Linked DNA regions of Gossypium hirsutum: region 1 is linked to region 2. Evidence: chromatin contacts called from public Hi-C data. All regions are on one chromosome and are shown on one strand. The core of a region is the stretch at or near the end of the contact, and the rest is flanking DNA. Distances in the headings are between cores, read along the strand shown. Region 1 has its middle 9.6 kb from the start of LOC107927044. Region 2 holds the start of LOC107927072 (zinc transporter 6, chloroplastic).

Region 1 (2,873 bases), core at 125-2,624, 33 kb after region 2:
TAGTAAAATGTATACTAGCTTACTTAGCCATGAAATCTGCAACTGCATTATGATCTATAAGAATATGATGGATACGAATTTTCCAATTCCTTTGTAACAGTGAATGGATGCCCGTATTTCTATAAGAGGGCTACAATAATTTTGCCAGACAAAATTAATTCCACCAAAAGAGCATTATCAGATTCAAGTTCAACCTGTCAGTATCCCTTTTCCCAAGTCAGACATAACCCTTCAAGCATAGACCTCCCTTCTATCCTGAAAACTTTATCTCTTCTCAATATCATCGAATAATATTTTTTATGTTTAAAAAATATATTACTAATGCTAAAAGTTAAATTTGAAAGCATACCAATAATTATGAAGTAATACTAAAAATTATGAGAATATTATGAGATAATACTAAAATTTATGAGATTATTTTATTTTTTAATTGAAAAACAAAAATACTTATATTGTGAGATTTGAACCCAACCCAATTACGTTGCAAAGATTTTTAAATTTATTATTCAACCAAAATTTTATTTTAATTTACTTATACATTTTAATTTTATTATGCGCACTTTATTATCTCCATCAATTGTATATCTATGTTATTAATAAAATTTCTTGTTTGAGTTGATGTCACGAGTCAACTAGGTGCCAACTCGGTTGAGAAATTACAAAAAATGACCTGTATTTAAAACAAGTTGTTTTATTTAATGATACTTTAAAATTACATATGTGTTCTAAATATGTGATTTCCACATGTATACGCATATAATAGAGTTTCTAATACTATTTTATAATTTTTTAACTAAACTTAAGGAATAAATTAAAATAAAATACTAACTTAAAAAATTAATATAGTTTATTTATTGTTTAATAAATTTCTCATTCCGTTTTCACATGAAACGCTAAACTTAGATTCCATTAAAGCATGAAAATGTGATATTCTGAAACCGTGTCACTTTATAATTTTATTTTTTTAATTTTTTAAAATTAATTTGTATACTTTTTTCAAATACATTTTTTTGTAATTTTATATATTATATATTTTAAAATTTTTAAGTGATAATGTGGCATAACTTTAAAGTGACTCATCGTCACCTTAACAGAATTCAAGTTCAGGAACCAAAACGAAAAATTTTACCAAACTATGAGACTAAATTTGACAAAAAATTCAAAAAGTAAATTAAAAAAAATCAAATAGAAACTTGTTTTTTCAATTTAATTCATCCTCATCACTCGTGACAATCTTGGTCTTACATGAATTATAGCATCAAATTATTCAACAATGAGATACATGAATTGGTTAGGTTTTGGTGCTTGTATATAATATACCCGCAGTAAAGTATGGTCTGTTTCGAAGGTCAAAACCGTCTTCACAACTTCATACAAAATGAAGGCCTGGGCCACTGAGTTACCCCGCGATAGTGGATTGTCTCAACTGGAAAAGCCCAAGGTTAGTCCAAAATAAAAACTTAATACAAGTTAGAATAAGTATAGGCCCTTCATCAACATCTATCATTGAATTTCAAACCTAGGATATCCAACAAAATCAGTAATACATTTTTTGATCTACCCTTAATCTTAATAATAGAAAGGACATTCCATATATCTAAGTTCGCTTCAACTCATAACTTCCATATTTGTAGTCAATCTTGATGTCAATTGAGCAAGTACTCAATTAAATTTACAACTCTTACTTTAAAAAGCAGGGAGGAATCTTCATGTACAACTTGATTTGTTGAACCAAATGATGAGGCAAATTGACGAATCATCGGCAAATAGAAGAGAATAAAAAAAAATTGCCTAATCTCTCACATTTCACTATTCAGAAGGCTTTACCTTGATGAATCATGCAGGGTATTAGTGCAATCAAATTTGTATGGAATGTTGATTTCCTATTGTGTGAGAATAAATAAGATTGTATGGAAATTAAGTTCAAACCTAAGATATCAAAATTTCGAATATCTCAACCTTAATCATTGACCTAAGATTTCATTGGCAATTCAAACCTTAAACCTTTCAAATATGTTGGGTGTAGACCCAAAGGTCCCACTATGTGGGAGCCCATTTGTCTGTGTGCCATACATATATATACACAAATATGGGGGCAACAACTTTCTTTATGGTGAAAAGTGTGTGCATAGAGTCAAAGAAAAAGAGAGAAAAGTGCGAGAGCAAAATAATTATTTTTACATAAATCGACTTTCATATTTTTTTTGAGCGGAAGTCCATTCAGTGTCTAATGGAGCTTATTTTTTTATGGTAGTTAGTAGACTCGAAATTTTTTAAAGTGTACATTTCGATTTTCGTTTCGTGTACTATAGCTCTAGGTTCTTGACTTTCAAAGTCAACCTATTTTTGGCGATATTCTCAATTTTTCTCTTAAAGTTTGCTTGAGATTATTTGTTGATAGCCTTGTTTGAATTGTATATTATTGATTGTGGCTTAGTTTTGATTTTGTAGCAAGACTTTGATTATAGTGGAAACTTTGATGAACTTTCAAAGTGTTGTGGTTTTTACCCTTTGCTTTAAAGGGGTTTTCTATATAAAAATTACATGTCTTGAATTATTATTTTTGCTTGCAATAATGTTGTTTATTGGAATTGATTGTTGAAATATTGTGTTATTGAGTTTGCCATAATTACGGAATTGATTTTTTGAGAGCGAAAGAATAACGATTGTGTTTTTGTAGTATTTCATCGTGTTCGGTTTCATCCCAATAAACTGGTATTAGAGAAAATATTACAATCAGAAAAAATGGTTACAATCAGAAAAAGGGGATTGAATTTGAAAAAAATATTTTCTTTGATTGTGAAGATGTCCTCTATTAGTACATTGAGTTTGGCAGCTTATTATGACTTAGAGGTTGAAACGGTGGATGTGAA
Region 2 (3,209 bases), core at 66-2,565:
AATAATTAATTTCATTCCTTGGTTAAAAGTAAAACAAAGATAAATATAAAATTACAAAAAATCAAATTTTAACAATTTTAACATTAAAACAAATTAACAATATATATAAATTAAATAACTTGTAAGAAATTATTAACAATATTATTTAAATTATAAAATATTAATATTAATATTCAAATCATGATGAATTTTTGTATTATTTTAATATTATATGTTTTTAAAATTAAAAAATTAATATAACTAAATGTAAATTAGTTAAATATTTTTAAAAATATTTTATAATTACATTAAATGTTAATTAATTAATTATTTTTTAAAGAAATTCATTAAAAAAATTTAAACAAAAATTAATATTATAAAAAAATTAAAAATTTAATATATATATCGCACAAAAATACAAACATGTAATTAGAAAATTCCAACACCATAAGAATAAAAAAAATCCAAAATAAATATAAAAATAAAATTCCAAAATTAATATAATGCAATGACGGAAAGCTGTAATTTAACCATTTGTAATAAAAAGTAAAAATAAAAAGGGATTTTTTCCCTCTTTTTTGGTTACCTGAGCAATACAGCCACCAAGACCCATGCCTTCAAAGACTTGGTGAAAAGCCAGTGCTGCAACCAGCGGTCTAATCGTACACTGATTTTGCGACATCCCCATCGTCGCTCCGATGACCACTGAATGAAAAATTATCCCAATCTCCAATACCTGCGACACCAGCTTCTGCTTAAGCTTCACCAATTCCTCGTTCGGCAAATCCTTCTCCACTTTCTTTCCGGTCGTCCCCTCCTGTGTTACCACCGGCAAATACTCTCCGGTTGGCTTACTCTGACCGTGCTCCACGTGAGAGCTCGCCGTCAAGTCGACGAAAAGAGCCAGGAGGGCTCCGAGTAACGTGACCAGCCCAGCGAAAGGGAAATCCTTCCACGGATGACGGGAAGCGACGTGGCAATCGGAGAGAGCAGCGAAGGCTTCGGGGAGGACGTGAACTAAGGAGGTCGAGAGGATGACGCCGGCGGCGAAGCACTTGATTACCAAAATCGCCTTGTCGTAAACGGGTTTGCCTTGGAAGTAACGAGCTAGGAAGATAGGGGAAGATATGCCGACGATGCTGGAGATGAAGATTACTACAAGAGAGATGAGCTTTAGGTGTGACGCGGCAGCGCTGTCACGGCAGCCGAGGGTTCGAGCGGCGTCAGTCACGCACGGAGACATGGCTTTAATGGCTACTACTGTAAGAGAAATGGAAGTGGGAGCATGCATCAAGAGGACGAAAATTGATGATTTAATTAGGGATGGGGGTTGATGGGGCCCAATTTGAAGAAAATGTTAGTGTGGTATTAATTAGGGACAAAATTTTCCTCCATTTTTCCTTTTTCCTCTTTGTTTTTAGTGTAGAAAATTAATGAAGAAAATGTTACTTGATATGAATTTTCATTGCAATTAAAAAAGAATCAAAATATATCAAAGTTTGTGCTTCAAAACATTATTCGATATTTAATTCAAGAATTCAACAAAGACAGTGTAAGGTTAAAAATAAAAATAAGAAGTGTTAAAGGTCCTATCTAAAATGGAGTTGAGATTTTGGTGTTTATAGCTAATTATTGGGTTACCCTTTTATTATTGAGATTTAACATATTATCAATGAATAGCTTATTGAGTGGTGTGTTGTATTTGTTTTAAGATCATTATCAATTCATTTTCGATAGGGAAGGGAAGATGAATCTACCTTATGCCACATAGTATCGCTATGCTAGCAAAGGGATTTTTGAAAGTTAGTTGATTTTTACTTGGCAGATATAAGTTCATATATAAAGTAAGTTGCAACTAGATTAAGCGACTAATGTAGAAAAATAAAGATGGACATTAGAACATTGTTCACATAGTTAGGGGTTAAGTTAGAAATTTTTGTTGGAATGGTCAAATTTGAATTATAATTTTTTGAGAGAGCTAAAAATGTTATTTCATCATTGTATTAACATAAAATTTTACAATTTTTCCTAGGATTAAACTATAAACATTTCATTTTGGAGAGGCTATAGTTGAACTTTAAATTTTTAAAAGGGGCTAAATTATAATTTTTACCATTAAATTAACTTAAAACTTGCAATTTCTAAAGAGACTAAAGGGTTAATTTTTCCTTTGAAGGGGGCTAGGGCCACTATCTACCCCCTTTAGCTCTACCCCTACACACAATTCATAAATTTCTTATGTTTCCAAGACCTTACCCAAAGAGATATTCCACTATGCATCAACAAGTACAAGCTACTATTTAAGTCCTACTCACTCACCAAATAACAATATTACTCTATAGTCTAAAAGGATCACTCCCCCTCTAAGTCTTTCCCCTTACAAGCTTAGATGTAAACTAAGTAACTCACTTTAGTTTACTTACAAAATTGCATTCAAAATAACATTTCCTATTTGAACAAACAAAGTGCTCTATTAGCACTTTACTAACCCAAACTAGTTGTGTGTATATACAAGAAATGTGGTTTAACACCCTTAAAATTGTTATACTTTAAAAGCAATAATAGATCGAGATTGAGTACAATTGATTTCTCACTAAAATAAAATAAGGAAATGAAAGTTGTACAAGCCCAAATTTACCCGGGGCCCAATATGGTCCAAATAAAAACCATTACAAACCAACCCACCTAAACACTAACCCACAACCAGCAGAGCCCAAATTACAACCAAACCTAATTAACCCCAAACCCAAAATCTAAAAGCCTAAACCCAATACACCCAACTACCCTAACCCATGTTCAGAAAAGAAAAAGAAAAAAGCAGCAGCAACCCTAGGTGCGCCGCACCTAGGGCCTTCTCACCAACTCCTCTGCTCCGCCGTTCACCTGCTTTCTGCCATTTGCCCAACTGCCCACCTGCAAACGAGTAAAGAAAGCAGCAACCACAAAATGAAAAGAAAAAAAAGCATGTAATGTTGGCTATAAAAGCCAAGTTTATTCACTGTAAAAAGGGTTGGCCCCTTTGTTCTATTGGCCTGAACGAAACAATTTCCCAGAAATAAAAGAAAACAAAGAATTTGAAGGTGATTTTGGTCTTTATTACTCTCTTTTTTTCTTCTTAGATTCGCATTTTTTATCTCTTATTTTTTCATTTATTTTAGATATCAATAATATAAAATAAAAGAGAGAAAAAGGAGAGAAAAATTTTACCTTTGGATTTTCCGACCACCGTG

The links. Hi-C and Micro-C count contacts between places; a contact is called where the count stands out from the background.
Region 1: a Hi-C map of leaf shows a contact between it and region 2, with 2.8 times the contacts expected there. The contact joins the enhancer-like site here to the promoter of LOC107927072 in region 2. A contact is called at or near these places in 10 of 34 Hi-C or Micro-C datasets (callus, leaf and an unstated tissue).

Annotation. Positions count from the first base shown.
Region 1 is chrD03:50,149,232-50,152,104 of Gossypium_hirsutum_v2.1, forward strand. No RefSeq gene overlaps it. Among protein-coding and RNA genes, the nearest start is that of LOC107927044, 9.6 kb to the right of the region's middle. Within about 2 kb of position 1,375, at least 2 of the 9 cell types and tissues checked have an H3K27ac peak or open chromatin away from gene starts, as enhancers often do. A contact at or near this core is called in leaf, where this site is marked.
Region 2 is chrD03:50,115,806-50,119,014 of Gossypium_hirsutum_v2.1, forward strand. LOC107927072 (zinc transporter 6, chloroplastic) reads right to left here and starts at 1,316. Exons shown (of 2, transcript XM_041090412.1): 1 at 566-1,316. The coding sequence starts at 1,270.